Linked DNA regions of Mus musculus: all the other regions are linked to region 1. The links are chromatin contacts, called in public Hi-C, Micro-C and promoter capture Hi-C maps. All regions are on one chromosome and are shown on one strand. Each heading gives the region's core, a stretch centred on a gene start, on an enhancer-like site or on the middle of the called end of the contact. The rest is flanking DNA. Distances are from core to core; before and after follow the strand shown. Region 1 holds the start of Tango6 (transport and golgi organization 6). Region 2 holds the start of Psmd7 (proteasome (prosome, macropain) 26S subunit, non-ATPase, 7). Region 3 holds the start of Wwp2 (WW domain containing E3 ubiquitin protein ligase 2). Region 4 holds the start of Nqo1 (NAD(P)H dehydrogenase, quinone 1). Region 5 holds the start of Nfat5 (nuclear factor of activated T cells 5).

Region 1 (6,189 bases), core at 2,325-4,824:
CAGCTTGGGGAGGACAGGGTTTCTCTGGCTTACGGCATCTAGGGATGCTGTGGCAGGACCTGAAGCAGAGACCACGAGAAATGCTGCTTCCTGGCTTGTGACCCATGGCTGCTTCCCTTCCTTTTTATACAACCCTGGACCACCTGCCCAGGCACTGCCCACAGTGTGTTGGGCGTTCCCACATCAATCATAAAGAAGAAAATGCACCGCTGACTCGACTACAGGCCAATCTGATGGAGGCATTTTCTCAACTGAGAGTCCCTCTTAGCGAATGACCCTAGGTCGTGTCAAGTTGACAGATAAATAGACTGACTGACTGACTGACTGACTGACTGACTAGTACAGTAACTGTGAGCCAGGGCTGGGGATGTACACAGGTACATATGTCAGTTTGATCTGCAGCATCACACACAAAAAAGAGATTAAACATATATTAAACATATAAAGCAATGCCGCACTTTACCAGTTATTTCTCCTTTAAAATGTTACTACAGGAAGTCATAGTGGTGACATCTGTTAACGCAGCACTCAGGACAATGAGGCACAAAGACTGCTGCAAGGCCAGCCTAGTCTCCACAGTAAATTCTAGACTAGCTTTAGCTAAAGAGTAAGACCCTGACCCAAACCCGGGGATAGAGGGGGTCTACCCTCACCAAAAAAGATCCAGATGACCAGTACAGGCACTCAAACTTGAGAACTTGGGAGGTAGAGGCAAGCAAATCCCCAAAATCTGAGGCTAGCCTGTTCTATAAAGCAGGTGTCAAGGGCACAGAGCTACACCCTATCCCAAACACACACACACACACACACACACACACACACACACACACACACACACTGCAGGAGTAAACTAAACCTGATACAGCATATGCAAGCACAGACCTGGTGTTTGATCCCCAACACCAAAACAAAAGAACGAAACAGCCAGCTTGGTGGTGCACACCTGTAACCCCGTTACGCAGGAGACTGACACCTGTAACCGAGTTACTCAGGAGACTGAGGCAGTTATTGCCATTAGTTTGAGTCCAGCCTGCACTACACAGAGAGTTCCAGGGCAGCCTGGGCTATAACATGAAACGTTCTCTTTAAAAAGTCATACCAAAAAAAAAAAAGAAAAATGAAAAGAAAAAAGACAGAAAAGAACAAAAAAGCCACATCCAGATCCATGCAGTACACAATAGTCTACATACACAACATAGAATAATTTAGGGGGCTGGAGAGATGGCTCAGCAGCAGAGAGCACTTAGCGCCCTCTCACAGAACCAGAATCTAGTTCCCAGCGCCCACATAAAAGGGTTCACAACCTCATATAACTCCATTTCCAAAGGATTTAGTGCCCTCTTCTGGTCTCCATGGGCACCCACACGCATACACATAAATAAATATAGCATAAACCTTCTTTAAAAACGAAGAATTTTAGCATACTATTTTTTTTCCCCTTCCAAACAAGAGTGTTTGGAAACAGTGGTGTGGATGTAGTTCAGCTGGTAGACTAATTGCCCAGCAGGCAAGATGCCCTCGGTTTGATGCCCCAGTACTACATAAACCAGTGTGACACTGCAGGCCTGTAATCCCAGCATTCAGGTGACTGAGGTAAAAGAATCAGAAATTTAAGTTCATTATATGGTACAGAAATTCAAGATTACCCTTCATTATGTGGGGTACATGAGACCCTATCTCAAAACTGGGGGAAAAAACAAATCAAAACTAAACCAACCCAATAGCTACGACTGCCAAATGCTGAACAAGGGATCTCTCCATTAGTAAGTTAAAAGACAGAAGGTACAAGCTCAGTTCCCAGTACCCATGTCAGATGCCTCAACTGCCCATAACTCCAGCTCCAGGGAGATCTGACACTTCTGGTTTCTCTGGATAACTTCACTCACACATACATACCCACACATACATATTATTAAAAAAATAAAATAATCTTTTTTTCTTTTTCCTTTTAATGTGGAAGCCGGAAGGATGGTTCATTGGGCAAGACCACTTTCTGCACTGGGGTTTGGGTCTTAGCACCCATGTGATACAACTGCCTGTAACTCCAGTTCCAGATAAACTGACACCCTCTTTTGGCCTCTGTGGGCTACTGCATGCACACAGCATACATACACTCACAGAAATAGGCATTCAAACATAAATAAATAAAATACGTATCCTGCCGTTGACTCTTAATTGGGGCAAGAGAGTATATTTTGCAAGCTTTTAGTGAAGGAACTGAGGTTTGTCACGAACTTGATTTACTTTGGGCAATTTCCAATGTACATGTATGTTCCTCTGCAAAAATTAATGCCTATTAATACTTAGGAGACTGCTGTGAGGACTAAATGATCTACAAGTAAATGGACTATAGGGACTGGCGCTTAGTAGGCAATCATCTACTACTAATTGCTTTTCACGTCCCACTAAGTACTCTGTAATGTTTGCAGCTGTAGTTTGGGGGTCGACATTTAAGACCGAGAGTGTTCACCTTGTAATCACACACGTTGCCTTTACCTTGATAATTCTACACGCACCCAGACATGCTGTGCTTATAATTAGGATCCTATTTTCTTACACCCTTCTACGTTTCCAGATGCCATCAGAAGTTCTATTCTGAATAATCTGCCTTAGTCTGACAAGGAGATCAGGCAGAACTGAGTTCTAGGTCCATGGACATCCCTCTAATATAACCACCTGATTTGAGGTGTGAGTTCCAGGACAAACCTTAACTATACAGTGATACCCTGTCTAAAGAAAGAAAGGGGCAGGAGGTGTGAATGGTCATGCTTGCCTTTAATCCCAGCACTGGGGAGGCAGAGGCAGTTCAAACCACCACAAATTGGGACTCAACAGTGAGAATGCAAGGTCTCACTATTCCCAAGGTCTCTTCAAATACTAAACTGGGAAGTTAACTCAACAAGTGATTAAAGGTGACTGTGCACCTCTGATACCAAAACAGAAACCCTTAAAAATCTTCCTCAAATTCAGCCAAAAAACGTCCCTGCTGGGCATCTCTGGTCACTTGGCATTTTGTACAAATCTCAAGCGTGCACACCAGGCTCGGAGCCCTCAAGCGGTTGGGACATCACATTACACCTGTGTGAAGGCGTCTCCAGTCCCTGTGTCAGGGCTGTGCTGGAGCAAACAGTGGACCGAAGCCGCTGCTCAGCGAGGCGCCCAACGGACCTCGGCCGGCATCAGCGGTCAGCGGACTGCAGGCCCTTTCCTGGAGCTTCAGTTTAAGTTTTAAGTGAGACTGCACAGAGCCCAAGCGCTCCCGGGAGTGGGGATGGAGATGCCGGGAGGGCCTGCGGGAAACATGCGGTAGCAGCCAGGGCGAGCCTGGGTGACCCGCGACCCCGCGAGCCTCAGGTCCAGCCCCGCGCCGAGACTCGTCCTCTCACCTCCCGGGCTCAGCAGCAACTTCAGCGCTTCCAGAACCTGCTCCAGACCACATGTCACCAGAACGCCACTCGGCGCAGCCGCCGCCGGTCCGGAGGCCGCCATGATTGGAGTGGAGCGACCTGCGACGTGCTCAAACACCCAAGTGGGCCAGCGCGGCCGCCATTTTGAATGTGGCGGAGGCGTGTCCTCTGCTGGAGGGCGGGGCCCAAGACCTGGGGCGGGGCCTACTCTGTCTGGAACGCCCCTTCTCCGGGAAAAAAAAAAAAAACAAGATACAGTTTCTTGTGTTCTCCCAGAGCGCCCCAGTTCAATTCCCAGCATCCCTATCAGACACCAGCCTGCAAACTCAGGTCCAGCAACTCATGCGCATACACACGCATGCACAAGCATAACTTACAAAATATTTTTTAAAAGAAAATATAGGGGGCTGGTGAGATGGCTCAGTGGGTAAGAGCACCCGACTACTCTTCAAAAGGTCCAGAGTTCAAATCCCAGCAACCACATGGTGGCTCACAACCATCCGTAACGAGATCTGACGCCCTCTTCTGGTGTGTCTGAAAACAGCTACAGTGTACTTACATATAATAAATAAATAAAATCTTTAAAAAAAAAAAAAAAAGAAAGAAAATATAATTGAAAAGGTAAAATAAAAGACCAATGTGGTGACATGTATCTTTAAGTCTAGTACTTAGAACCAAAGGTCAGCCTGGTCTACATACATAGTAAGCTCAAGGCCAACCAGGAACTCTGAGAGACCCTGACTCAAAAACAAAAAGAAAAAAAACACAAGTAGTCTTGCATGGTGGCCCATGCTTCTAAATCTCAGCTATAGAGAATCACGTGTTCAAAACCAGTGAAGGCAGCTTAGTGAGACCGTCTAAAAGCTATGAAGGATTGGAAATGTTATCCAGTAATAACACTCTAGCACACAACCATGAGTTTGGTCCTCAGTACTTCAACCCAGGGGGTGGGGGAGGGAACAGAAATAGTTTCTCGTAAAAATAATACACATTTTAGTATGTAAATTTTCAAGTACTGAAAGAAACACAATAAATAAAGTTCACAGATGTACATAGACCCTGAAAGAGAAGCTCACACCAATGACACCAGCGTTCAGGGAAGCTGACGTGGCAAGACAAGTTCATAACTTTCTCCCCAAAAGTAACAGTAACAAAAAATATTCAACTTTGTATTACTGATTCCTTTTTCTGACATTTAAAAGTAAATACACACTGGGATAGAGAGATGGATCCGTGGTGTTGTTCTTGTAGAGGACCCAGGTTTAATTCCCATCGCCTACAAGGTGGCTCACAGCCATGTATAACTCCAATTCTAGGGGATCCAATGCCCTCTTCTGGCTTCCAAGATGACCAGCCACTCATGTGGGGCACAGACACACGTACAGGCAAAATACTCATAACTGTAAAATAAATAATTCTTTAATCTAAAGATAAATACGCACACACACATATCCTGTATCTGTGAATGTGTTAGCTACAGACAGCCCCATTGGAATATCTTGGTTTTGTTGGGTGATGGTGAAAGACCCTCGAGGGGAGACCCTCACTCAGACCACTCAAGTCCCGGGACAGCCGCGTACCCAAGAAGACACTGAGACCATACATAAAATGTAGAAGGCAAGATTTAATAAAGCAGCGACATGAAAGCACACAGACCAGAGCTCTGGGGTCGAAATAAAGCAGCAACATGAAAGCACAGAGCTCTGGGGTCGAAACTCATACACCTAGTGGCACCTAGTGGTGTAGAGGAGAATCGACGGTCAGCCAAAATTTTTCACAGGCTTATATAGTAAAACTCAAAGGGGGAGAACTGGGCAGGGAAAGTACAAGTTTACATCACTAGGGAGTTCTGCCAAAGGAATCTACGTAACTAAGGAGTCATGTCCTATCAAGGAACCTACGTAACTAAGGAGTACCTGGTTCATTTTGAGGTTGTTCCAGGAGGCCTTTATCTCAAAAATGTTCTTGGAACAGTTTTTAGTTGGGAGGGTTCGAACTTTAGGGTGAGGAGTTTTGGGGTGAAAAGTTTAGGAGTGTTCCGAGAACAACCTCTAGATGGGAGGGGGTGGGCTCCGAGGTAAAAAGTTCATGTTCTCACAAGAGGCCAGTAATTTTTTATTCTTCATTCCCCACTTCTTCTTGTTAGTAATTCTAATCTTAGAATTTCAGAAGTCTATATCTCTATGTGGAGAATACTGCATTTACTCTATCTTTAACATGGGAACAAAAACAGAATAAGGCAGATTAGTAAACAGAACTAGGCAGGGACCCTTCTAGTGAGGCTTGAGGGTCTCAGCATGACGCAGGTGTATGTAGATCAGATCTCTGGCTGGAACTGGTAAGATGTCCTTGGGGTACCCAGCTCGTTCACTGTAGCCAGTTGTGACCAGACTTCTTTCTGCACCATCTGTAAGCCTTTTAACTTAACATATAGATCATTATTATAACAACATAGGTTTAAACACATCATTTAAGACAGTGATGGGCACAGGAGCCCCATAAAGGATCTCAAAAAGAGTAAAACAAAACTGAATCAAGAGGGAGTATTCTCAGTTTTAAATAGGGCAAGGGGAAGGGGCACCAAGTAAGTCTGTGCCAGTCTCTAGGATTAATTTTGTCAAGGTCTCTTTAGAGTTTTATTTATTCTTTTTTATCTTTCCTGAGCTCTGAGGTCTGTACACACAATGGAATTTTCATTTGACCTCTAAATACTTGGCCACACCCTGACTTACCTGGGCAACAAAGGCAGGACCATTATCTGACACTATTGCTTTTGGCACTC
Region 2 (6,189 bases), core at 947-3,446, 910 kb before region 1:
CACTGTCACTATCTTCAGACACACCAGAAGAGGGCATCAGTTCCCATTACAGATGGTTGTGAGCCACCATGAGGTTGCTGAGAACTGAACTCAAGACCTCTGGAAGAACTGTCAGTGCTCTTAGCCACTGAGCCATCTCTCCAGCCCCAACAAAATCTTTAAAATGAGACAAAGAATGAACCTGAGTGAATTTTAATGTACTTTGTCTCCAATAAACAAACTGAGGTCTATCTCCCATTGTTTTCCATTGTAGCCTTCGCTCTTCTTGTTCCTAGTTAACACCAAAATATACTTTCTTCTCCTTAACCCTTAAGTTTAAATGTATAAAACTGGTACGGATGGCTTTCTTCTAGCTCTGGTTATATAATTAGTAACATATAGACAGGGAGAAACTGATGAACTGGCCTGACTCCATTTAGGCTTAAAAACCATCTTATAATAAAGACAAACTAGGCTCATTTCTGTTTATGATTTGTAACCTTAATTACAAGTGGCTCTGCACTTCCTGTTCCAGAAAACTGTGCCTTTGTTTCCAACCATCTTGCAACCCTAACTTTGTTTCAAAAGGTTGTATGACTGCCTTGGTTCTCACTACCTTGTTAGGTCGTTGTTATGACTGCCTTGTTAAGACCACCTTGCAATCATGTCTATGTTTCAGAGGGTCTTTGCGACTGATGTCTTATGTTCATGTTCTGCTCCTGTAACCCTGCCTATTTTGAGCACCAAATCCCCTATTTGAAAATTCCCTACCTCTGAGCTATAAAAACCTTGTCTTTCTCATGCCCAATGCTGATTTCTTGAACCATCCCCTGCACCAGCACCACCACACACACACACACACACACACACACACACACACACACACACACACCCGTTTTTAGGAAGAGACAGCCCATGTACACAAATAAAAAAATGCTTGTTTTAAAGCTATGATATGCTTACAGACGGGAGACTGGCATGGCTGTCCTCTAAGAGGCCCTACCAGCAGTTGACTTAGACAGACAGATACTTACACCCAAGCATTGAATTGAAATTGGGGACCCCTATAAAAACTAAATTAAATTGAATAAATAAAAATGCTTGCTTTAATTAATTAATTTTAATTAATTTAGCCATGGTGTTTTGGGTTGGTGGCCTTTCTCCCCAAATCTTTGGGATTAACAAAACCTGAATGTTGTTGCACTCATTATGTCACAGTGAGCATTAAGGAAAATTCCCAGAAATAAAAACTATAGATAAAGTATCCAGTCATACACCCAAAGTGTGCCCTTGGTGTTAGAGACCGAGAGCATCTCTAAACCACGTGTGGTCGCATATGCTGTCACCCTTGTACTTAGGAGGAGGTAGAGACAGGGGACCACCCTGGACTATACAACAATTTCCATGCTAGTCAATGTCATAGAAGGCCCAACTTCAAAAGCAATGAAATAAAACATTAAAAATAAATAAATAAAAACCAGGTGTGATGGCATATGACTTTAACTCCAGCACTCAGGGAACAGAGGCAGGTAGAGGCCAGTCAGGTCTACAACGTGAGTTCCAGGACAGCCAGGGCTGTTACATAAAGAAACACCGTCTCAAAAAAAAAAAAAAAAAAAAAAAAAGAAGCAAAACAAAACAAAAACCAAAACCCAAAAACAAACAAACAAACAAATGAAACTCCTCTGGGAAATTTTGAAACAGTGCTGACTTAAAGTGTTAAGTGAAAGTTAAGGGCTGGTGAGATGGCTCAGTGGGTAGGAGCACCTGACTGCTCTTCCGAAGGTCCAGAGTTCGGATCCCAGCAACCACATGGTGGCTCACAACCATCCGTAGCGAGATCTGACTCCCTCTTCTGGTGTGTCTGAAGACAGCTACAGTGTACTTACATATAATAGATAAGTAAATCTTTGAAAAAAAAAAAAGAAAGTTAAATATATGTCGTTAATTATTTGATTAGTAGAAGTACACGCTGTTACTACTTATGTTTATCTGCCTTTTTCTACAACCTTCCAAGGAGGAGAAATGGTGAGCTGGCAAACAACTGAGGAAAAACAAAAACGAAAACAAAAACAAAAACAAAAACCTAGGGAAAGGCTCAATGCCAAGCTTCGTCAATAGCCTAAGTCCCACAGAAGGCAAGGCGGTTCTTTCCCTTTCTCAAGATGGCGCCCCTGGCGACAGGGCGGGCACGAGCGCAAAGCGCTCTGGGAGCGGAAGTCGACTGTGCAGCGGCGGTCAAACCGGAAGGGGAGGTGCTGGGGCCTGGAGGAGCGGCCTGTGTCGCTGCGGTTGCTGGTGTTTGCGGGTTGCAGGGAGCCGGGCCGGTGGTCGGGCTGTGTCGCGATGCCGGAGCTGGCGGTGCAGAAGGTGGTGGTTCACCCCCTGGTGCTGCTCAGTGTGGTGGATCATTTCAACCGGTGAGCGGGTGGCGCGTGGCGGCCACACGGCGCAGGGCTGCTGAGTCACGGGCGCGCCGGGCACAAACGCGGCGGCCGGGGACACGGGTTGGGACAAGCGACCCCAGCGGCTCCACACCGCGGTGCTCGGTACCCATTGACAGCCTCGCACCCCCACCGAGGCCGCCACTCCTGAGTCTGGCCCGCCTGGCGAGGCCCCGGAGCCGGAACGATGCTACCCGCCGAGGCCGCGCCTTTTCCCAGAACGGCTGGGCGCCGTTTAAGACCGAGCTTCAGTCTCGTGTGCCCGTGCCTGTAAAAGCTGTCACTGAAACCCCGGTCTCGGAGTCCCCGATGAACGATTTTCTGGATGAGGCAGGGATCATAGCCAAGTTTCGATTTGGGATTCTGGTCGAATGGTACCTTTAAAATGGGAATGAATAAGGTGTCGGCTTGTTCCTCTAAAAACGAGGCAGGTGCAGATTGGGGCCAGCCTACAGTTCCCTTGGGTAGCTCACTGCCACCCTTGCCTGCTCCAGCCGTTCATCCGGCCAGACCTGTTGCACGTGTTCGGAAGTTTTACAAGATAATTAGTGTGAGGAGTTAACAAATATGAAGGTCCAGTAGGGAGTCTACTTGCAGTCAAGTCGGCGCTAGTGCCTGGTCTGAAGCAGGCTTTGTGCAGCTAACTCAACCAGAGCCAAAAAAAAAAAAAAAAAAAAAAAACCTCAAGACGGAGCCTTTTGAGTCTGAATTCAGTTGTATTGTTCGGAATGCCTGGGATACTAGGGGCCCTGATGGGGTGAACACTGTTTAAGCTTTATTTTAACAATTGGTAAGAATGGGGGGGGGGGGTGCAGACACTGTTGGTAGTTGTATCAAGGAACAGATGGAGGGGCTTTAAAGACTCGTGGATGAAGTTTCCTTTGGCATGTGGAAACTCGTTGTTTGAAGTAGTTTTAGTGGGTTAGAGAGGTGTAATGTTACTTTCACTGTGGCTTGTGTGTTTCCTTAGCATAGAATTAAGTTGTTTCCAAATATGCAGTTTGTTAGTGGCTAAAGAAAACAATTCTTGCTGGGCGTGATGGCGCATGCCTTTAATCCCAGCACCCCGGAGGCAGAGGCAGGCGGATTTCTGAGTTCGAGGCCAGCCTGGTCTACAAAGTGAGTTCCAGGACAGCCAAGACTACACAGAGAAACCCTGTCTCGGAAAAAAAAAAAAACAAAAACAAAACAAACAAACAAAAAAAAACAAAACTGGTACTTCTCTTAGATCTTCATCCCTGGAGAGATTTCAGTGTAGCGAGGAGGGGAAAGAGTTTAAAGGATAAAGCTGAGAAAAAGAAAAACAAGCATGACTTTTTCTCCAAGGGAGTATCTGGAATCTTTAGAAAGTATCCTTCCAATGCGGGTTGGGGTGTTTCCTTATCTTTCCTACGGGAACTAACCTGTTACATTTGTTTATGGACCTTAGGTCCGACATAAACTAAATTGTATCTTTGTTGTTGATACTTGCTACTCAGTCGCAAGTAATAGCTTTTTCGATGAGTGTCTGTGACTGACCACCTGTTTTTCTCACTCAGAATTGGCAAGGTTGGAAACCAGAAGCGGGTAGTTGGTGTGCTTTTGGGATCATGGCAAAAGAAAGTACTTGATGTATCCAACAGTTTTGCAGGTAAAGGATAAGCTTTTGATTTTGCTGAGCATGGTTAGAATGTCTGTTTACTCACAAAAAAGGGGAAAAAAAGTGAGCAGGGTAGTGGTGGCGCGCTCCTTTAATCCCAGCACTTGGGAGGCAGAGGCAGGCGGATTTCTGAGTTCGTGGGCAGCCTGGTCTACAAAGTGAGTTGTAGGACAGCCAGGGCTACACAGAGAAACCCTGTCTCGAAACACCTCCCCCCCCCCCCCAAAAAAAAGAACTTTTTTACTACAGTCTGAAGCTCCTATTTCAGAATTGCTGATACGTAGGAAAGGGAGACCGATGGCTCCACACTAGTCTCTGTTGTAGCTTCTCAGCTCAGCTGTTGGAGTGCAAGGGCTGCTACAGACTGTGTCACGGTAGCCTGGCTGCATTTCAGAACAAGCCATCGGGTAGCTTGTCAGCTCCAGCACTAAACATTTGAACCCTGGCTTTGGTGGAGCAAGGAGAGAGATGGGGACTGTTTCCCTTACACTCGGTAATGAATCGGTGCCAGAACATTGCGTTTAGGCTCCGTGTGTTATTTATTGCCAGCAGGATCTGTGATCTTTAAAGAGACCATGCAGGAATTGGGCCTTTAGCAGGTCAGAGAGTGTGTCCTTTTTAAGGGGTACCTCCTTGGGGTACCTCAGTCTTTAGCATTTTAAGAGAAGCTGGGAGTGGGGAGGTTTTGAATGAAGGCGAAGCAGTACTGCCCTGGACAGTTCACATAGTGAGGCAGGTGCTGCTGAGGTTCCACGGTGGCTGAACTTGTAGCTCTAGGCAAAGTCTTTCATTTTCTCTTTTTCCCTTTCTCTCTTTAGTACCTTTTGATGAAGATGACAAAGATGATTCTGTCTGGTTTTTAGACCATGATTATTTGGAAAACATGTATGGGATGTTCAAGAAGGTCAATGGTAAGTCTGAGTTTCTAAGTGTGTGTGTGTGTGTGTGTGTGTGTGTGTGTGTGTGTATGTGTATGTGTGTGTGTGTCTGTGTCTGTGTGTGTGTGTGTATGTGTGTGTGTCTGTGTGTGTGTGTCTGTGTGTGTGTGTGTGTGTCTGTGTGTGTGTGTGTGTGTGTGTCTGTGTGTGTGTGTGTGTAAACCTGGTCTTTTTGTATATTGTCAAGGGTTGATTCACTTAGCTGGACCAAGTGAAAATAGACTAGTGGTAATAAAAAACTGAGGTAGAATAAATAAACCACAGTCGGAGTCTAAGGCTGTGTAGACCACCCAAGCTGGAGGCTGGGCTGGCCCTCACGGCTGCCTGCCCTAGCGCCTTAGTTGTAGTAAAGTGTGTTGATGTTATTTCAGTGGAGCTATCAAGTCTCTGGATCCACTCACCCACCCCACACCACACAGCTGCTCTCTGGGGGGAACTTGAATTTATTCATTCTTGCTCTGGAACTGATGTGTCACATCACGTGTGACTGGCCCCTAAGCAAGTCTGGGAGACAGATGCCTCTGGGCTGCACAGTGCTTACCCTCTAAGAATTCTGTTTTGGAGTTTTAAGTTTCACAAATGTGTCAGGGTTTATTTTTGTGTCTAATTCTCAAAGAGGTGGAAAGCCTAAGTAAGTGCTGGTGTTCTTATTGTTTGCGAGTCGGCTGCACAAATCTTGATGAAATAGTTAAAACTTACTAAGGTTTTGCTTCCCAGCCAGAGAAAGGATAGTTGGGTGGTACCACACAGGCCCCAAACTGCACAAGAATGATATCGCCATCAATGAACTCATGAAGAGATACTGCCCCAACTCAGTAAGTAACTGTTGTCACAGCACTGTGATGCCCTCTGCTCCCTACTCAAGTAACAGCCTCCTCAGAAGACCTGGGTAGCAAAGTCCTGTTGCTTTTCCAAAGCCTTTGGCAGTAATGTGTTGTTCTAAGTTATGATTTGCTGTGACCTAGAGTATTTAACGGCACCTGCTTGTGCCCTGTGTATAACAACTTAATCCTCTCAGAAACTGGATGTTGTCTTTGTAAATGAGGGAACTAAAGTGAAGAATGGCTCATGCATGGGCCAGCAGGGTGGCCATGTGAGTGAGGAAAGGCCCTGTTTCCAAACCCACACTGGAGGGAACCAACTCCCACAATTCTGTATGTTCTCTCTCTCTCTATATATATATATATAG
Region 3 (6,189 bases), core at 1,163-3,662, 750 kb before region 1:
TCCACAACATAACCAGTTTGAGGCCAGCCTGGGCTAAAACCTACCTTCTATCAAAAAGCTAAAAGACCCTGTCTCAGAGAGAAAGGGAGGGGAGGGGGGAGAAGGGAGGGGAGGGGACTGGCTGGACCGGACAGGGAGAGAGGTTGAGCATAGTAAATAGCGCACAGCTTTAATCCCAGCACTTGGGAGGTAGAAACAGCTGGATCTTTATGAGTTCTAGGCCAGCCAGGTCTACACAGTAAAACTTTTGTCTCAAATAAATAACCAAAATAAAAATAAATGAGAATCTGGTATCAGTTCTTTGCAGATGGGGATGTAGTCACTAAATGAAAGACTAAGATAGACCTGGTGGTATTGGCCTCAAATCCTAACTACTGTTGTGTTGGAGGCAGAAGGATCACAAGTTCAAGGCCTGCCTGAGCTACAGGAGTTTGAGGCCACCCCAGGCAACTTACTGAGAGCCTGTCTCAAAAGGAAAAAAATAAAATAAAAAATTACAAAAAGAAGGGAAGTGGGAAGGTGCAATGTTCAACAACAACAAAAAATTAAGAGACTGACAAGCCAACTGAAGCCTTCTCCTCATGGTTCTGGCTTTCCATAGACCAGTAACACTAAACAGAGAAAGGGACGGGAAACTTATGCTCTAACCCCTTGTTCTCCACATACACCGAGCAGTGTGACCTTTAAAAACTCATTTACTTCTCAAACACTGACCAAGTACTCCTAACATACCAGGCCTGGGGCTAGTAGCCAAAGAAGTCAGGTAAAATAAGATCACTGCCCTTGAATGATTTACAGTCCTAGCAGGAAGACAGTAAACAAGGAAGAAAAACAAAATGAGGATGTCAGGCAGGCTGAGACTAAAGAGATGCAGGCGAAAGCACTCACTGCTCTTCCACGGGACCAAAGGTCAGTTCCCAGCATGCAAATCCAGAGGCTCACAACCACCTGTATCTCTAGCTCCAAAGGACCCAATGCTCTGTCTGTCCTTGGTGGGCACATACACACAGGAACATACACACAAATAAAAATACATCTTTTATTTTAAGTCAATTCTCTTAGCTTGTTATCTATAAAGTGTGAATGACTTCTCGAGACTGCTACAAAAATTAACTTTTAAATGCTTATAATATACCCCCCAAGTCTTCAACTCCTAATATATTAATGCAAAGTGCTTTTTCCCCCCTAGCGACCTGTGATTCTGGCTCCTGTCAATGTCCCATTTGAACCCTGACCTTCGTTGCATTCATAAACTTTGCTTCACTTCTGCAAACCTTAGCAAAAGTGAAGGGAAAAGAGGGTGGCCTGTTTGTTTATTTAGGCTGGCTTGGAACTTGGAGCCATCTTCAGGCCTAGGCCTAGAGGATGAAGAATCTTAAGATGGGTATTTTTAACCTCAAAAACTACGATCTAGGTCACAGTTCTAAGGAACACAAGAGAAACTTCTCAGTCACCCCACCTAGTCACAGCTGGTCAAGATAAGCAGTCACATGGTAAAGGAAGCTGCATAATTTAAGCTTGAGAGGTCTCAAATCGGTATGGGCAGACTTTCAACTGTCCATGACTTCAGCAGTCAATGCGTTGCTGAGGTAACGCCGGCCCAGGTCGCCAACAACAGTGTAGGTTAAAAGTCTTGTTATGATCACAGCAAAGCACCTACACGTCTTTTTTTTTTTTTTTTTTTTTTTTTTTTTGGTGGCCTCCAAGATGACCCGATCCGGGAGCATCTCAAAGAAAGACGATCTGATGGGCAAGGTTCCCAACAAGTGGAAACCCTACCCAAACAGGGCAAAGTGGGTGTGACCAGAGTCAGACGATCAAGACTCAGGGATCCCTCCTGAAGTTTAAAGAACTGAACAGAACCGGTATCAAAGTCCCGGATCGCCATCCTTTTTAAAGAGGACGGAAGGAAAAAAGACTCTTGGAATGGGGTCCAGGCCGCATCGTCCAGATTTTTTTCTCCCTGTCCCTACAAGCCAGACGCCCACTCCCAGGCAGCCCCTTCCAGGGAGCAAATGAGTCTTCCCCGGCTGAGGTCGGGCCCCCTTCCCAGACAGACACGGCTCCTCCGCACCGCAGGCACCCGGGGCTGGGGGTCTCCTTCCGGAAGCGCCACCAGCGGGCGACTCCCGCCGGGCCCCGCGCCCACCCCGCCCGGGCGCGAGCCGGGACATCCCTCCTCGGAGGCCGGAACCGCGCGCCAGGCCCCTCCCACAGGAAGCCGCCGCCCCCCGGCGCCCGCCCCGCGCCGCCCCCGGCCCCTCGCGCCGCCCGCCGCCCCCTGGCTGCCCCGCGCCGCCCGCTCGCTGCCGAGCCCCCCAGTGCCCCCGCGCCACCTACCTGCCGCGGCCACACCAGCGGCGCCTAACTCCGCTCCACTTCCGCCTTCCAGCGCCCGCACTCGGGCCGGGTCACGTGGGCGTGCGCGGTCACCTGACCCGGAAGAGGCTGGCCGGGGCGCGCAGGTGCGGACCACCTAGGACCCGGGCGGCGAGCGTTTGACCCGCTCAGGGCCGGGATTGCAAGGATCACCCGGGCTGTGCCCGAGCAAACGTATAAAATAAGGGCTCACCGGGCCCCGGGGTCTTTATGTATGCCTTTGGAAGCAAGTACAGTTGTTTTCCCGCCATGGTACAGGTGGGAGAAGACCATCCGATCAGTTAAGTCAAGTCTTGAAGGAGTTGCTGGATAAAAAACAGTACGCTCCCCCCCTCCAAACTTGAGTGTCAGATAAACCGTGTAACTCTAAGCATGTCCCCAAATTTGCAAAGGATGTTTTGGTACCACAGATGTATACTGATCAAACTTGAGCATCCCATGTAATGTCGTTAGCTTGTGCCAACTCTGTAAGGCCTTGTTCTCAGTTCTAGAAGTATAAATGCCCTGGCCTTTGTAAGGCATCTGTTGTTCCAAGAAGCAAAACTGGAAAGAGGGACGGGAGTGGAGCATGGGACATGACACACGACAACCTGACACCCTTTCAAAACTTCCGGAGTCCCTACGTGTCTTCCCCATGGGGAACCAACTCCCATCCCCCCCCCCCCGCTCCCCTCCCCTACGGAGTAAACTGAACATTATGAATTAACAAACAGGGAATCTATGTAAGTAACCCTGGCTGACCTGGAACCCAGCGCTGTCCTTGGCCACCTGATTCCTGGCATTGTAGACATACCTCACCGTAGCCTGGACAACAGAAACTTTCTGGGTTTTGCAAGATTGACAGTTGAACGTGACTAGTCCAGGGCGTCCCAACTGACCTATGTTCCCAGCCATTTTGCTTCCTTTCTGGTTTTTATTTGGAACAGGGTCTTATTTTAAATGCTCCAACTGGCCAAGAACTTTTAATTCCATTGCCTTAGCTTCTGAGTAGTTAGGATTACCAGTTTATACCATTGGGGTGGAGGGTTAGGGGTGAGAGAGGAGACAGGTGGGGCAAGATTTTATGTAACCTAGGCTGGCATCCACCACCGAGTTAATTGTTCTGATTACCTGGATTTTTGTTGGGTTTTTGTTAACTGAAATATTACATTTTCATTTGTATTTTATTACATAGATGTTTCTCTTGAAGTGTATCTGTGTACCACCTGTGTGTCCGGTGTCTTTGCTGTGGGGTATCTACCAAGAGAAAGTCTTTATTAGCCACCCTGTGACTACACTGGGTGTTCAGGATCCCTGTGTAGTATCAAGCCTTTCTCGGGGCGAGGTTTTAAGCGCAAAATTCGCGTCCTGGGTCGACATGCTCCAGTTAGCAGAAACAGCAACAGAACTACAGAAGCCAAAAGGCGAGATGAATGCATCTAGAGACTTTCCCAGAACTGGGGACTTTGGTGGATTATGTCTCTGTTTTCTTTCTTTCTCTCTTTCTTTCTTTAAGATTTTATTTATTTATTATTATAAGTACACTGTAGCTGTCTTCAGACACACCAGAAGAGGGCGCCAGATTCCATTATGGGTGGTTGTGAGCCACCATGTGGTTGCTAGAATTTGAACTCAGGACCTTCGGAAGAACAGTCAGTGCTCTTACCCGCTGAGCCATCTCACCTGCCCCCCCCCCCCCCCCCCCGTCTCTGTTTTCATGTTGGCAGGTGGTGCTGTCTGTGTGCTGAGTTTTATGGCCACAGTGGTACTTCCATCATGGAGTCAGTTCGTAGTGAATGAGTCAAGTCATGGACTCACCCTACTCTGAAGAGGTGTAATTGGCCAGACAGTGGTGTATACCTTCAGTCCTAGCACTCAGGAGGCAGAAGCAAGGGAATTTATGTGAATTGAAGGCCACCACTGGTCTACAGAGCAAGTTCCAGGACAGCCAGGGCTACATAGAAAAGCTCTGTTTCAAAAAAAGAAAGAAAGAAAGAAAGAAGTGTAGTTGGTCCTAAGGACCATTAATTTTACTGGACAGATACACTGATAGGTAACCGGCCACATAATTTAAGATGCACGGCCCTATCATTCCGCCAATCAGAATGAGAATTAAAGATCCATCCAGTGCTGATAACAGACTAGTTAGCCAGGGGACCAAGAAGATAGAGACAGGTACTATTTGATTTATGTCTTCATCTGTTTTTCTTTTTGAAGTTTTCCTCTACATGACAAGACTTTTTTCCTAATTACTCTTGATCAATTACCATTAAAAAAACGACAGGTCTTCCCCCAAGCCATACATAGATAGTTTCCTTTATCTCCTAAGAAGTATGTCCAATTCTCTCCAATTTTATATGAGCATTCCTTCAAGGGAATCCAACTGTTGTTTTAATTCAGACATGGAAAATTTTAATACCTCTAGATCCTGATCAACCTGTCTACTCAGCTTGGAAAACATCAGAAAAGGCACATTTAGTCAAACCGTTAGTACATGGCCACCAGGTAGGCGCAGAGCCCCAATAATATTGCTGTTGTCCAGATGAGTTAGCCCACAAGGCAGAATAGCAGACATCAGAATAAGGGCAAGTGCCTTGATGAAAGGCTTAGGATATTAGACAAGTTCCTGTCCCTTGTACGCCCTTTAACACTACTCTGAGCTTTCCCCATCCCACTTTCATCAGTCAGTGGGCTGACAGTCTGATTTCTGGCTGGGGATGATGGCCTCTATCCCAGGGTCCCTTCCTGTGGCATAGAGTCAGATTCCCCAGGCCTTCCCTGTTTTTCAAAGGTCGGAATCTTTCTTAAGGGATTTTTCAGGAAGCCTCAGTCCCACAACTCTTAATTTTTGCAGTGGGAGGCTTGAGAGATGGCTCAGCGGTTAGGTTAAGAGCACTGGCTGCTCTTCCAGAGGTCCTGAGTTCAATTCCCAGCAACCACATGGTGGCTCACAACCATCTGTAATGGGATCTGATGCCCTCTTCTGGTGTGCATGAAAACAGCTACAGTATGATCATATAAATAAAACAAATAAATCTTTAAAAAAAAAACAACAACTTTTTTTTCTTTTTTTGCAATGGAAACTCCCTTATTCCTGGCAACTAGAGGGCCTGGCCACAGGGCATGTATAGAATTGTAAACTCTGTATTCCTATCTCAAAAGAGAAATTCCCACATCTTTCCTCTCCTCAGCACAACCAGACTTTTTTTTTTTAACATTTATTTATTATTATATCTAAGTACACTGTAGCTGTCTTCAAACACACCAGAAGAGGGCATTAGATCTCATTACGGATGGTTGTAAGCCACCATGTGGTTTCTGGGATTTGAACTCAGGACCTTCAGAAGAGCAGTCAGTGCTCTTAACCACTGAGCCATCTCTCCAGCCCACAACCAGACTTTTAAAGTGGTCATCACTAAGTAAACAAAATGGATGGTATAAGGCTTGCTGGTCTGTAGCCACTTTAGCTATCACCTCTCCTGTATCTGCCTTTTTCAGTTCCCAGAACCAGGCATGAAGACAGTGGGGGTTGGACCATGACCATATCTATATGCACAATGAAGTTTTCTATCTATGTCTGATTATTAATTAGAAGGTTTTCGGCTATGAAAGCCAGGCCATAGTTAGGGGAGGCTATAGCCAGGGACCAGCTCCTGGAGGGGCTTTTACCTGCTATTTGAGCAATTTCAGTCTGGGTGGGGGATGCTTCTATCCATCTGAAAAGGTATCTATAAAAACGAGCAAGGACTTGTATCCTCCCCTGGCAGGCCCATCACAGGGAAGTCAATTTTCCCAGAGTTTGCCAGGGTGTTGGTCTCTCATTCAGACCCC
Region 4 (6,189 bases), core at 1,774-4,273, 720 kb before region 1:
TCTGTGCCTGTTGGCCTACAGGGCAGGGCCCTCAGAAGAGGAGGGGAGGAGTTGCTGAGGGGAGGGAGTCAATCAATGGTCAGGGTAGTCTTGCAGCTCTGACTGGCAACGAGGTACTTGTTATTTATACAGGTTTCACAGAACAAAGACAGTCTAATGATTATGCAAGAAGTACAGATTGTGTGTCTGACTTTTCGTTACAAGTTCAGACACAATTAGAAAATACAAATGCACAGATTTTATTTTTATTGTTAGCTCTATAACTGCAATGTCAAGAATCTTAAAGACTGTCTCCTCCAAAGCAAACACATTATATGGCAGCCTGCTTTTAGGGTGGCAGTGTTTGCAGTCTGAAAGCACTTCAGACAAACAGAAGATATCTGAACTGGTCTTTCTATGAATAGCAAACATTAATACCTAACTTATTACATGTTTCCTCATCTGTGCTATACAGTAGAGAACGTGTAGTCAATCTCCCTTATTTTCCGAGTGCTATTCCTCCAGGGGTATGCCCTGTATGACTCGCTATCTTACATTTTCAGTAATCTCTAAGCATATTGTAAAAGAAGGCCTTGAATCTGTCCCCTTTTCTCCTGGCCAGTCAGAGTTTGTCGGTTGTCTCTGTTTACCCTGCACTAATCAGACTGTTTGAGTTTATTCAGGGGTAGACACCCCAAGAAGATTCCTGGAGTAATGGCTTCATCTAGTTACGTGTTTATCTGAGCTTAATGATCTCCAGGCCATGAGGGAGACATCCAAACAGTGGCCAGATAAAGCTCATTTTAGGCTTTTCCTAAAAAGACTCAGACATACTTTTCCTTGGAAAAAGACTTAAAAATGACTCATAATGCAGAAAGCTCCCAAAACAAAACACACAGAGACCAAAACCTAAAAGCGAGAGACAGACAGAAGGACAGCGATTGCCGCATTCGTTCGGCTCAGCTTGGCTGGAACTGTGTCAAACAGGCGAGCTGACTCTGTGACTCTTCTGTTTCCAGTGACTATGGCAGTGTCACTTCTGCCAATCCAAGAGCTGAGAGTGTCATCAGATAGCATCTTGGACCATAAACCCCACCCCCCCATCTCGATGTACCCACCTCTCCAGTGTACCCACCTCTCCAGGGTTCCCACCAACGTACTTTAAAGTCGCCTTAACTTATTACTTTGTTCTGTAAATTGTAAAAATCTTGTGAGGCTGCACCCACATTGGAACATAAAATTTGGGGTACCCTATATTGGTGTTCCCAGGCCGTGGCCACTCAAAATGGCTCCGGAATAAACTGTGGTTTTTATGTTGGTATTTCTTTACAGCTGAGAGATGACCCTCAGGCACAAACTGTAAGGAAACACCAGAAAACCCAATGTTGAACATTGTAGTGTGGTGTGTTTGGTATTTGTCTGATGCTGAGACAGAAGCAGCCTGTGGAAACTACTTTAGCACGTTGTTTGAGAGGAGAGTCTGACATCGCAGACGAAGCTGCCTGGTCACACAGCATCCAGTGAGAAAGCAGATAGCCTTTCCTGATGAAGCTATATCCCCAGCTCCTATTTTTGATTTTTGAAATGAGGTCTCACGTATCTTCAACTGTAGTAGTTAAGCAAGGCCAAGCCTTCAAGGGTCAAGGGTCCCTGTGTTAAGAAACCTTCAGGGTATCCTTTTATTTCCAGATAAAGCTTTGTGGTGCAAACTGGGCATGTGCAGGAATGTACCCTCCCCAAAGTACCTCCCCCATAGGAACAAGAATCTGCCTCCCTAATAAGTTCTCACCTTTTCTTTGTTTGGGAAGTGCGTTGCTTTAAAAATTGTCCTTGGTCTCTTTGCCTGCTGCAGCTGATATTTCTTTCTTCCCTCTTATAGCCCATTGTGTTACTTCGGCTTTGCCCTAACCGGAATGAGACTCCACTGAGATCCATCACAAGGGCTGTCACTAGCCTGTCACCACAGGAGACTGCACGTGTGTCTTTCCCTCACTGTCAGAATTTATCAGATAACAGGAAAGTTGAGCTCTTTTAATGATGGCAATCTGTTATAATGTCTACCCTACTTTGGGAGCTTGACCAAGGCACACACATACATGTAGGGTCTTTATTCCAACCCTTTTTCTTTCTTTCTCTGTTTTTGAGACAGGGTCTCACCTATGTAGCCCTGGCTGTTGTTCTAGCACTAGCTATGTGGACCAGTCTGGCCTTAAACTCAGAGATCTGCCTGCTTCTGGCACCCAAGTGATGGGATTAAAAGCATGTACTAGTCGTGGTGGCGCACTCCTTTAATCCCAGCACTTGGGAGGCAGAGGCAGGTGGATTTCTGAGTTCGAGGCCAGCCTGGTCTACAGAGTGAGTTCCAGGACAGCCAGGGCTACACAGAGAAACACTTCCCTGTGGCTGCTGTCTCCTGCCAGCTTTGCTCTGGCTTCCTAGAGAGTCGCACAGATGAGTTCCCCGTTACCTGGTCACCGGGGGCAAAGTTGAGGAGACCCAAGTGTGTATACCCAGGGAGCAGTTTTTGCAGTTTCTAAGAGCAGAACGCAGCACGAATTCATTTCACACGAGGACAAGTCTCTCTGAACTTTCAGTCTAGAGTCACAGTGAGTCGGCAAAATTTGAGCCCATCCGTTTTGCTGCCCCACCCTTCCCCTAGCGTGCAAAGGTGACTTCCCACGGCTGAGTGAGGACTAATCTACACAGGCTGATTATGTAGGCAGGTCCCACGAAGCTCGAAAAATTCTGTTGGAAATTTCCATTTTGTACCCAGGAGGTCTTGGGACAGGGAGCAGATGAATTTATTCAATATGTCCCCATATCCTCAAATTCTCTCTCACTCCCTTGCTCCCGGGGAACCCTTTTGACTTCCATATACAGGAGTCCTAGTCCAGCCCCAAACTGCTTCTCCCTGCCAAAAACTTGGTATCTTCCCAAGATGCCTCTGGGTTCTGGAGTCCAGCCCCGCCCTCGCTGGCTGCTCTGCACAGTGGGCTGGGCGGGCATAAGCAGGATATAAAGCCTTCGCTCAGCCCATACCCCAAGGCTCAGCTCTTACTAGCCTAGCCTGTAGCCAGCCCTAAGGATCTCTCCGAAGAGCTTTAGGGTCGTCTTGGCAACCAGCTGCTCAGCCAATCAGCGTTCGGTATTACGATCCTCCCTCAACATCTGGAGCCATGGCGGGTGAGTGTGGCGCCAACTCCAGTCTGATTTACTCTGAGGAGGATGTAGGGGCTGGCTGTGAGTTTTGTTCCTTGCCTCAAAGAGGAAAAGTGAGGTGGTTAGGAACCTGGATGAGCCTCGGTTAGTCTCTGGAAGGAGAACTTCTTCTCAGAACCAGCGATGCAGATTATTCTGCAGCCCAAGTTCACCCGTGGGCAACTCTAGCATTGCCCCTTCTACACCGTTCCTTAACAGAGCTGCCACTCCCTGTACCGCGTTTGGACTATTTAGAAAAAGGGTAACATGTGTCCTAGGTTGGCCTTAAAGCTGCTGTATAGTGAAGGATAGCCTTGAACTTGGGGTCTTATTGCCTCCACTGCCTAAGTGCCAGGATTCTAAGTGCATATCACCACGCCTGATTTCTACGGCTCTGGGAATTGAATTGAAACCAGGACTTCCTGCATACTAGACAAACTCTCTACCACCTGAGCTCTGTGCACATCCCCAACCTAGGCCAGATAGTATTTAACCATTTGGAAATACGTTGCTAACATTTAGAAATGCAAGCAGGCAATTTACAGGGACCACTGCTGGGCTTGGTGGCACCCTGGAGGCAAAGGCAGGCAAATTTCTTTTAAGTTCCAAGGTAGCCTGGTCTATAGATCCAGTTTCGGGACAGTCAGAGCTACATAATGAAGAGAGACTGTCTCAAACAAACTAACAAACCAAACCGCAGATTTTTAAAAGGGGTATCACCACTTTGTGAAACAAAACGGGAAGATGTGGAGATGGGTACAGGGAGCGTAGCTGAGAAGGAGTGTAACAGAATCGGAGCCTAATTCCAGTCTACCTGGCTCTGGAAAGTTTCTACTGTGACCCTGGAGCAGGAAATCCGATTTGTTAATTGGTCCATTTTTGTGACAGTCTCCTCACTTTGCCATCAGCCCAGGGGAAGGCAGGGGAGAGTCCTTGGCAGTTACCACCACATTATTGTCTAGTGTTTGACTGGCATCTACTGCGTTCTTGGCCAAGTAGCCTCCAGGGCTAAGTACTTCCCAACAGGGCCTGGCTCTGAGTTCTGGGCAGCAATTAGGTTTAGGTGTTTCCTCTGTTGGGGCGGGACTTAACTTTTTGGAGTTCCTTTCCCTTTAAAACTATTTCAGACTCTGCAAATGCACTCAGGATCTCGCCTTGCTAAAAGCACAGAGGGAGGGAAGGATGCTTCTGCCGTTGTACAGGGTCATCCCAGTGTTCTCTAAGCTCTGCGATGAGTTGCTGGGAGAGCCAGCGAGGGAGGGTTTTCAACAGCTGGTAAGGCTGTGTCTGCTTCGGTCTCCATTTATGCATGAGGGATAAATGTTCCAAGCCCCCTCCACTGCAGCCGCAGACAGCACAGAGCACAAGCATTATCATATTTATCTTACACTCCCACACTTGTGTTCGGTTCAGTTCAGTGTTTGTTTATTCATCCATCCGTTCATCCACTCATTCATTATGGCCAGACTAGCTTCAAACTCGATTTGGTCTAGGCTGACCTTGAACACCTGAACCTCCTGCCTCTGCGCCCCAGTGCAGGTGTGTGTCCAGGCCAGGCTAAATTTAATTTACAAATTAGAGTAGAAGATTGACAAAATAAAAAGTAAAACAGAAAAATGACGCCCATAGGCTGTAATACTGGCAACCTAGTCTGCTCTCTGTTGCTGCGAGGAAACGCCGACCAAAAGCAAGCGGAGAAGGAAAGGGTGGGTTTCAGCTGACAGTTCCGGGTCCTAGTTCGTCACCAAGGGAAATGGAGGCAGGAGCCTGGAGGTGGGAACTGAAGCAGGAGAACTCTGCTTACTGACTTGCTCTCTGTGACCTTTTCAACCTGTTCTCTCACACAACCCAGTGAGTGGCACCTGCCCAAGGGTGACACCAATCACAGGGAGCTGACCCTCCCCAAATCAATCACTAATCAAGAAAATGCCACCCACTACAGGCCACTGTCTGATGGAGGCCACTATGGGCCAGTCTGATGGAGGCCACTGTCTGATGGAGGCCACTATGGGCCAGTCTGATGGAGGTCTCCCCTGACATTCCCTGCAGAGGGCTGGGAAGCACTGAAGCTTTCAGGTGGGGGTGGGGGAGGGAGGCTGAAAGCAAGACTGGGCTGGATACTGGAGTGAGGTTTGTTTCCAGGGGACGGTCCAGATAACTTCAGCTACCCAAATTTAGAGTCAGGGTTGCCAAGAATGTTATTGGATAAAGGGACCTGCTACCAGGCAGGCTTGATGAGCTGGGTTCCCTCCTTAGGACCCACATGGAAAGAGAGAACCAACTCCAACTCCTGCAAGTTCTGCCTAAGACACACACACACACACACACACACACACACACACACACACTGAAAAAATAAATAATGTAATTTAAAAGCACTCGGGAGGTAGAGGCAGATGGGTCTTTATAAGTTTGAGTCCAGCCTTTTGTATGTAACAAACTCCAGGGCAACCAAGGCCACACAATGAAACCTTGTCTCAGAAAAACTAACAAAAGAAAACCCACAACAAAACAAACAAACAATATCAGGGTGGAGAGATCGCTCATTGGTTAAGCACACAGGCTGCTCTTGTAGAAAGTCTGGGCTTGCTCCCCAGTGTTCACATGGGAGCCAAAACTTTTTGTAATTTCAGTCCTTCTGAGGGTACCAGGCATGTATCTGTTACACAGGCATATGTGCAAACAAAACACCCATACCTGTAAAATAAGTATATTCTAAAATTTAAAAATTGTTTCTTCTCTCTCTCCCTTCCTCCTTTTTTTTTTGAGACAGGGTCTTTCTTTTTTTTTTTTAATTATTTATTTATTATATGTAAGTACACTGTAGCTCTCTTCAGACACACCAGAAGAGGGCGTCAGATCCCATTACAGATGGTTGTGAGCCATCATGTGGTTGCTGGGATTTGAACTCAGGACCTCTGGAAGAGCAGTCAGTGCTCTTAACCTCTGAGCCATCTCTCCAGCCACAACAAGGTCTTTCTACATAGCCCTGGCTGTCCTGAAACTCACTAT
Region 5 (6,189 bases), core at 1,802-4,301, 610 kb before region 1:
TATATATATATATATATATATATATATATATATACTTCATAGTAGCACTTGGCTTTGGGTAAGGAGTACTGACTAAAACACAGAAAGCATTGTTTCTGCTGAGGTTGAACTTTCCCCCCACGCCTCTTACTTTCAGCTTGTTTCTCAGCTCTGTACAATGGAGAAATTAAATTAATATCCTTGATATCTAATACCAAGACCCTAAAATTCAAAGAAGGTAAGTGTAAAGTCTAAAAAATAAATCTATCCAAACAATGCAGGGTTAAAATATTTACTACAACAAAGAAAACATTTTTTAAAGTAATTGTCAGCTGTTTAAGGTACATATCCTATAAACTTTCCCAGAACTGTCTTGGGGCCTTTTTTCCCCCCTAAGCATCATTCCTATTATGTAGCTTTTCTTATCCTTACATATAATGAAACAGAAATAATGTCAATAATTGCTGAATAGATTATATATCATTTTGAAATTTACAACATCCAAAAGTTTTCAGTTTGGAATTTTCAAACTAAGTATGTGTTTGGTGTCACTGCTGTATTTATTAATTTGTCATCTTTACGTTTGAATCTTTGCAAATTTAGTTTGTGTTTAAGAACAATTTAACTGAAATACTAAAGTAGAACACCCAACACATAATTTTAAATGATCCTAAGGGATTTTCCCAAGGCCTCTCAAAGCAGATACAACGGCCTACAAGCAATTCAAGCACAGCAATGAAATCCACTGAAACATTTAGCTGCTCTAAAAGAAGGATCAGGCTTCTTAGTAAAAAAAAAAACTAGATTGTGTGAGTCTGCAAAGTTTCCCACTTTCCCACTTCAACTCCATCTCAGAGAAAGCCTTTGCACACTGACACACTATGCTGTAACAGGGCACTTTGCTGACCTTCCAATAGTCCAGCTCTATGAAAAGTCTGTGATGGGTGTAACTTCAGAGAATCTGAAAAACACAAAAAGCATTAAGTACTTTTTATGCTGAATGAGAAAAAAATGCCAAGGATAGCATACATCTCTTACATAACTATTATGTATTTTTAAGAGCCTAAGCCCATATTAGTTTAGTCTGCAAAAGGAAGGTTGGGTTGCTTCTACACTGGTCTCTAAAGCTAAACTTAGATTTTGATAAAGCATTTGTTTCATGGAAAATTATCTAATGATTACTGCCCAAATGGTATTACTGTCTTGACTATTTTTAGCATCCAATTGTGCATTAGCCCTATTCTAAGGATCATCTCTTGATATTTTCTCTTCTTTCTGACACTTCAAACTACAATATTTCTAAGCTACTTTAGGTAATATCTGAAAAACATCCTACAGGATAGTGACTGCCAACTAAATTCATCAAAGCAACAGACAATGGCCTGTAGTCTATAAAGTCTAGCACCTTCCAGGGCAAACCACATCCCTCTGATTCACTTCATATAAATACATTAACACCAGGCTTAGTCCTTCTCTACCCCAAAGAGGTGAAATTTTCTGGTGGGTTTGTAAAACCAAAAAAATAGGAGAAATGCTGGATTTCTTGGGAAAAGGGTTCACCATGGTTTATTTGTAAAAAAAAATATAAAAGAACTGTCTTTAGCCTCCTTCCACTGGTATAAGAAATGAGTACAGATGGGGGCATTTTTGATTTGATACCCCTTGCAAGGGGAACCTGTTCTGACACATTCTTGTGGTGTCCAGTGTAGGAATTTAACCCCAGCAGAGATCACCTCAAGTATTAATGTTTTAGATGCTGGGAATCCCCTGCAGGCCTTAGCCAAAGTAGTTTTAAATGGGATTTTCTGTTCATTGCCTCCTCTCTGCACGAAGCCCTTGAACAGCAACAGAAGAGAATTTTTCTCAAAGGGCAGGACTGTGCCCGAGCCTGGTACTCCAGGGAGAGGAATACAAGTACTCCAAGGAGGGCATCCCTATCTTTGTAAAAGAGAAGTAATTAGAATGTCACGGAGGTGGAAAGAGAGAAAGAAGATTGGGGCCTTTTCCAGGCAAGAAGATGACGAGGAAAGGAAGAACGCCTGGCCGAGGGGGGCCGTCCCGACATGGGGAGGGAGTGGACTAGGCCGGGGAAGGGGGGGGAGTAGGACGACCGCGCACAAACAAGACCAGAGGGAGAAAAAAAAAAAAATGGTGACCCTGAGCTCCGAAGCCCCTCGGGGCCACGCAGCCCGGCGTGGGGCAACTTTGCCAAAGAGGAGAGTCCGGGGGACACGAGCCGCGGCGCCCCGATTCCACCCCCCCTCCCCGGTGTCCCCAGCAGCGGGACCAGTGGGGTGATTCCCGAGCCGGGGGAGGACTGGGCCGGCAGTCCGCCGAGTGTGGTGGAGTCCGGACCCGCCGACCGGCAGGTTGCGAACCTCCGGGACCGCAGAGGACTCTGGGGGGCGCGCGGACCCTAAGCCCCCCGCCGCGCCGCCGCGCCGCGCCGCGCTGGGGAGGGGGGCGCCGCTCGGCAGCTCCGGGATCACCCCTGGCCCTCCGCGGCCAGCCCAGGACTCTCGTGAGGGGCAAGCCCGCCCGAGCCCGGCCCCGACGGGGGACCCCCCCACCCCAGCCCGGGACTCCGCGCGCTCGCGCTCCCCGCCCCCACGCCCCACCCCCCCACCCCCCCATCTGACTCACCTCGCGAGTACAGGGACTTGGGCGATTCCAGGTCTAGGTCCGCGCTGAGCAATGAGATGAAGTCCGAGGGCATCGCAGCTCGACCCAGCCCGGCCCGAGGGCAGCGGGAGGGGGGGAGCGGCGGTGGCGGCGGCACCTCCTCTCCGGGATCCGCGGGCACCGAACCGGGGGCGGTGAGGCGAGGGCGGCAGCCGCTGCCTCCTCCTCCTCCTCGAGGGCAGTCACTTCCCACCCGGCCGAGCGATGAGAAGGGCGGCGGAGTGGAGGGAACAGCTCTGCGGAGTGGAGAACTGACTCCCGGTGAGTCCAGAGACCAGAAGCTTCGGACCGGGGAAAGGGGAAGAGGGAGAGCCAAACGGGTCCGTTTCGGGCTTCTCCTCAGCGCACACTGACGGCCGCCGCCACCGCCGGCGCCGCTGACAGGAATCTGAGCCCCGCCCCCTCGTGGGGCACTGCGCACGCGCGGAGGGGGGGAGGTCCGGGAGCCCGGAAGAGCCTGGCGGCCGGCGGAGGGCGGACAGGCGCGCCACGGAACAGCATCAACAAGGGCTTCGCTTCCTGCCGTCGCTGCTGCGGCCGCTGCTGATCCCGGGCTGGGAAAGGGCCCCGCCAGCCAGCAGGGAGGGTGGAGGGAGGCGGCCTGGCTTCTGGGGCCCTGAGAAGGGAAAAGATTTTTTTTTTTTTTTTTTTTTTTTGCCTCGACCTGGTGGCGGCGAGCCTGAGGCGGCCGGCCCTGCTCCGTGGTGTACTTAGGAGGACACAGACCCTGGGGGACCTGGATGTCAGCCAGGAGGGGAAAAGCCCTCCAGGGACTTGCAGCGATCGAGGCCCGCTCGCTGGAGCTCAGCACTGGGGAATGGAGTTCCACAGCTTGGACAGCAACCGGGCCCTTCGGGGTTTTTCATAGCAGTGTCTGCAGTGAGCTGGTCAAGGGGCTATCAGACTCACTTTTTAATTAAGAAAGGGCAAGCCATACTCACCACCACCACCACCATCACGAGTTACCAAGTTTTGTTTGTGGATTTTGTTGTTGTTGTTCCTGTTCGTGGATTTTTTTGTTGTTGATGATTTCTGTTGGCCCACTCTGGCCTGGAGCTCACTATGTAGATCAGGCTGGCCTCAAACTCACAGAGCTGTGCTTGCCCCTGCCGGTCAGAAGTCACCATGCTCGGCTATTGATTCTTTTTAATGAAAATATTTTCCCCCCACGTTACCCACCACACCAAATTTACGGCGACTGCATTTATTTATTTATTTAGACAGGTGATTTTGTTATGTAGGTCTAGCTGGCCTGCAATTCGCTGTGTAGATTTAGACTGGCCTCAATTTTAGGGCAGTTCTCCTGACTCAGCTTTTCGAATGCTGGGATTACAGAAGAGTACCACCATGCCTGGCTTTGATTTTTGTTGTTGTTGTTGTTTAAGTTTATGTATAATGATGTCTCTGATAGTGAATGGTCGAATTTACTCCGGAGTGGAAAATAAAAGACAATTTAAAAATGGGATCATGTGAGTCCACATGGCTTGTGTGTAATGCACACGCGTGCGTGGGGTAGGGGGAGAGAAGTAAGCAAACATACTCTTCCACACGGGTTTTCATTTTTTTCACTGTGCTAAGGGAGAATGGAGGGAAAACATGTAAATGAGATTTTTTTGGCTGCTCTGTTCTCGGGGGCTAAAAGTTTCCGTTGCAAAAACACATCCTCACCTCCACCACAGACTGTTTCCTGACTCTTAATAGACTTTTGGGAAATTTTTAATCGAGTTATTAAAATATCAATTTGAGCACAGGGTGCGCATCTTGGAAAATAATTTTTAATTCTGTGTGGGATTTTGATGCCAACAGCCACGTGGGCAGTGTTTTTCAGGTGTTAAAGATGCCTTGATGTATGTTACTGTGTCTACAAAGCTGGTCACAAATCCTAAAACCCTGCGGATGTACCCATATAAATCCCTAACAAAGTTTTGCCTCTGTGATTTTGGGCACTTTATTGTGACTTGGAATGCTGGAGTTGGGGAAGAGTCTCTGAGCAAGGGAGGCCCCAGTGCAGGCAGCTCTGGGGTGGGCCCTTTAGCAAGCTTAACCTACAGACCTAGAATTTACATTTGTGTTATCAGAAACCACCTATCCTTTCATCTGAACATCTGATACAGGCTGCCTGATTATCTTCACTGAATTCTTAGTGATAATTAATGAACCCTGTGAGCATTTTCATCAGTCACAAGGAAGGTTTTTTGAGCCACCCCAACACATAGCAGAGCAAAACAGGAAACTACCCTCAAAATTCTATGGCCACTGTACTCTGTTGTAACACGTCCCAAGGGAAGTCCCTTCATAGCTGCTAAGAGACCCGCTCATTTGATAAGAGAAGATTCAAACCTCCTATTGCCTAACACGCTAAGGCCAATTGAAATCCTATAGCTTTGAGTTGGAGTAAAACATTGGTTGGTGACCTAGCCCTTCCATTAGTCACTACATAATACATGAAGAGGAAATTACAATGGACCAGGCTGAGCCTCAGTACTGAGAAAGCGAGGTGAATCACTAAGCATAGTCCTTTCTCCAAACCTATGAGATTGAAACACACTTAGGGTATAGGAAATCCCCTTTCTGACCCTAGTTAACAAGTCAAGAAGGGCCAAGGCCTCTTCCCCTTTCAGCTCTTCTCTGCCCTTTACTCAAAGTTTTTCCATTATGCTTTCTGTTGATCAGATTTTCTCTGCTTAGAGAATAGCGAAGTGAAGAGGGATCCTCCAAAGTGTGACTAAGTGTGACTTGTCTTTGACAGTTAATTCTCTAGACTGGCACTCTGCAGGCTCAGGACCTACCACCCCAACAGGCGCTGCACTGAATACTGTGTGTGTGTGTAATATTTTTGAGACAGACTCTCTCTGTAGCCTAGGTTGGCCTACCTTTTCAGTATGTACATCAGGTTGTCCTCAAACACCCAGTGGTCCTCCTGTCTCAGCCTCCAGGTGCTGAAATTATATCCATGAGCCACATGCAGAGCAAACATTTGCTATAACTAAATGGATGAAAATTCAAAGCCCCTCCTTCAATGGATACATTCTTCAAAAAACTGTTTCAATTGAATCTTTAAGATGTATGCCTTATTGTATGCATATGTGCCTACTTGTGGGCAGATGCGCCCTGGTGCACTTTTTGAGTCAGAGGAAAACTTTGTGAGATGAGTTCTCTCCTTCCACCTTTACATTGGGTTTCAAGGATCGTTGAGCATCTCCCCAGCCCTGATTTAGAAGGAGAATTTTTGTTTCCATGCTTTGCAGCAATGTAGAAACCTAGATTTACACCAAACACGTTGGCCCATAACACAAACTCTGAAAGCAGGAGAATCGATGTGAACTGCAGGTTACAGTTTGAGACCTTGTCTCAAACAGCAACAAAAGCAAGCAAACAAAGGGGGGGAAAAGGTTTTCATTTTATTCTTTTCAGTATCAGTGACTTAACTCAAATAAGTCAAGATCGGTGATACATGCCTGCAATCTTGCCACAGAGGAACGCTGAGCGAGAATATTGACAAGTTTTCAAGTGAGTTCAAGGCCAGCT

Evidence for each region. Promoter capture Hi-C pulls out the DNA fragments that hold promoters and counts their contacts. A called contact is a pair of places that touch in the nucleus more often than the background predicts.
Region 2: a Hi-C map of the G1E-ER4 cell line shows a contact between it and region 1, with 5 times the contacts expected there. The contact joins the promoter of Psmd7 here to the promoter of Tango6 in region 1. A contact is called at or near these places in 2 of 39 promoter capture datasets (the C10 cell line and pre-B cells), 4 of 484 Hi-C or Micro-C datasets (the G1E-ER4 cell line, the HL-1 cell line, cardiomyocytes and 1 more), 1 of 115 datasets of contacts at active chromatin or transcription factors (cardiomyocytes) and 1 of 9 other capture datasets (liver).
Region 3: a Micro-C map of embryonic stem cells shows a contact between it and region 1, with 5 times the contacts expected there. The contact joins the promoter of Wwp2 here to the promoter of Tango6 in region 1. A contact is called at or near these places in 5 of 39 promoter capture datasets (the 3T3-L1 cell line, hippocampal neurons, liver and 1 more), 5 of 484 Hi-C or Micro-C datasets (CD4 T cells, CD8 T cells, cerebellum and 2 more) and 1 of 115 datasets of contacts at active chromatin or transcription factors (astrocytes).
Region 4: a promoter capture Hi-C map of hippocampal neurons shows a contact between it and region 1, with 3 times the contacts expected there. The contact joins the promoter of Nqo1 here to the promoter of Tango6 in region 1. A contact is called at or near these places in 3 of 39 promoter capture datasets (the HPC-7 cell line, cranial neural crest and hippocampal neurons), 1 of 15 datasets of contacts at CTCF or cohesin (embryonic stem cells) and 1 of 9 other capture datasets (embryonic stem cells).
Region 5: a contact with region 1 is called in a Micro-C map of embryonic stem cells, with 5 times the contacts expected there. The contact joins the promoter of Nfat5 here to the promoter of Tango6 in region 1. A contact is called at or near these places in 3 of 39 promoter capture datasets (cranial neural crest, hippocampal neurons and pre-B cells), 2 of 484 Hi-C or Micro-C datasets (embryonic stem cells and neutrophils) and 7 of 115 datasets of contacts at active chromatin or transcription factors (astrocytes, bone marrow-derived macrophages, cardiomyocytes and 4 more).

Annotation. Positions count from the first base shown.
Region 1 is chr8:106,680,453-106,686,641 of GRCm38.p6, reverse strand. It overlaps Tango6 (transport and golgi organization 6), which reads right to left and starts at 3,574. Exons shown (of 18, transcript NM_173037.1): 1 at 3,387-3,574. The coding sequence starts at 3,489.
Region 2 is chr8:107,584,489-107,590,677 of GRCm38.p6, reverse strand. Psmd7 (proteasome (prosome, macropain) 26S subunit, non-ATPase, 7) reads left to right here and starts at 2,196. Exons shown (of 7, transcript NM_010817.2): 1 at 2,196-2,399; 2 at 3,962-4,053; 3 at 4,881-4,973; 4 at 5,718-5,815. The coding sequence starts at 2,326.
Region 3 is chr8:107,432,593-107,438,781 of GRCm38.p6, reverse strand. It overlaps Wwp2 (WW domain containing E3 ubiquitin protein ligase 2), which reads right to left and starts at 2,412. Exons shown (of 24, transcript NM_025830.4): 1 at 2,341-2,412.
Region 4 is chr8:107,400,039-107,406,227 of GRCm38.p6, reverse strand. Nqo1 (NAD(P)H dehydrogenase, quinone 1) reads left to right here and starts at 3,023. Exons shown (of 6, transcript NM_008706.5): 1 at 3,023-3,162. The coding sequence starts at 3,156.
Region 5 is chr8:107,290,332-107,296,520 of GRCm38.p6, reverse strand. It overlaps Nfat5 (nuclear factor of activated T cells 5), which reads right to left and starts at 3,051. Exons shown (of 15, transcript NM_018823.2): 1 at 2,623-3,051; 2 at 887-940. The coding sequence starts at 2,695.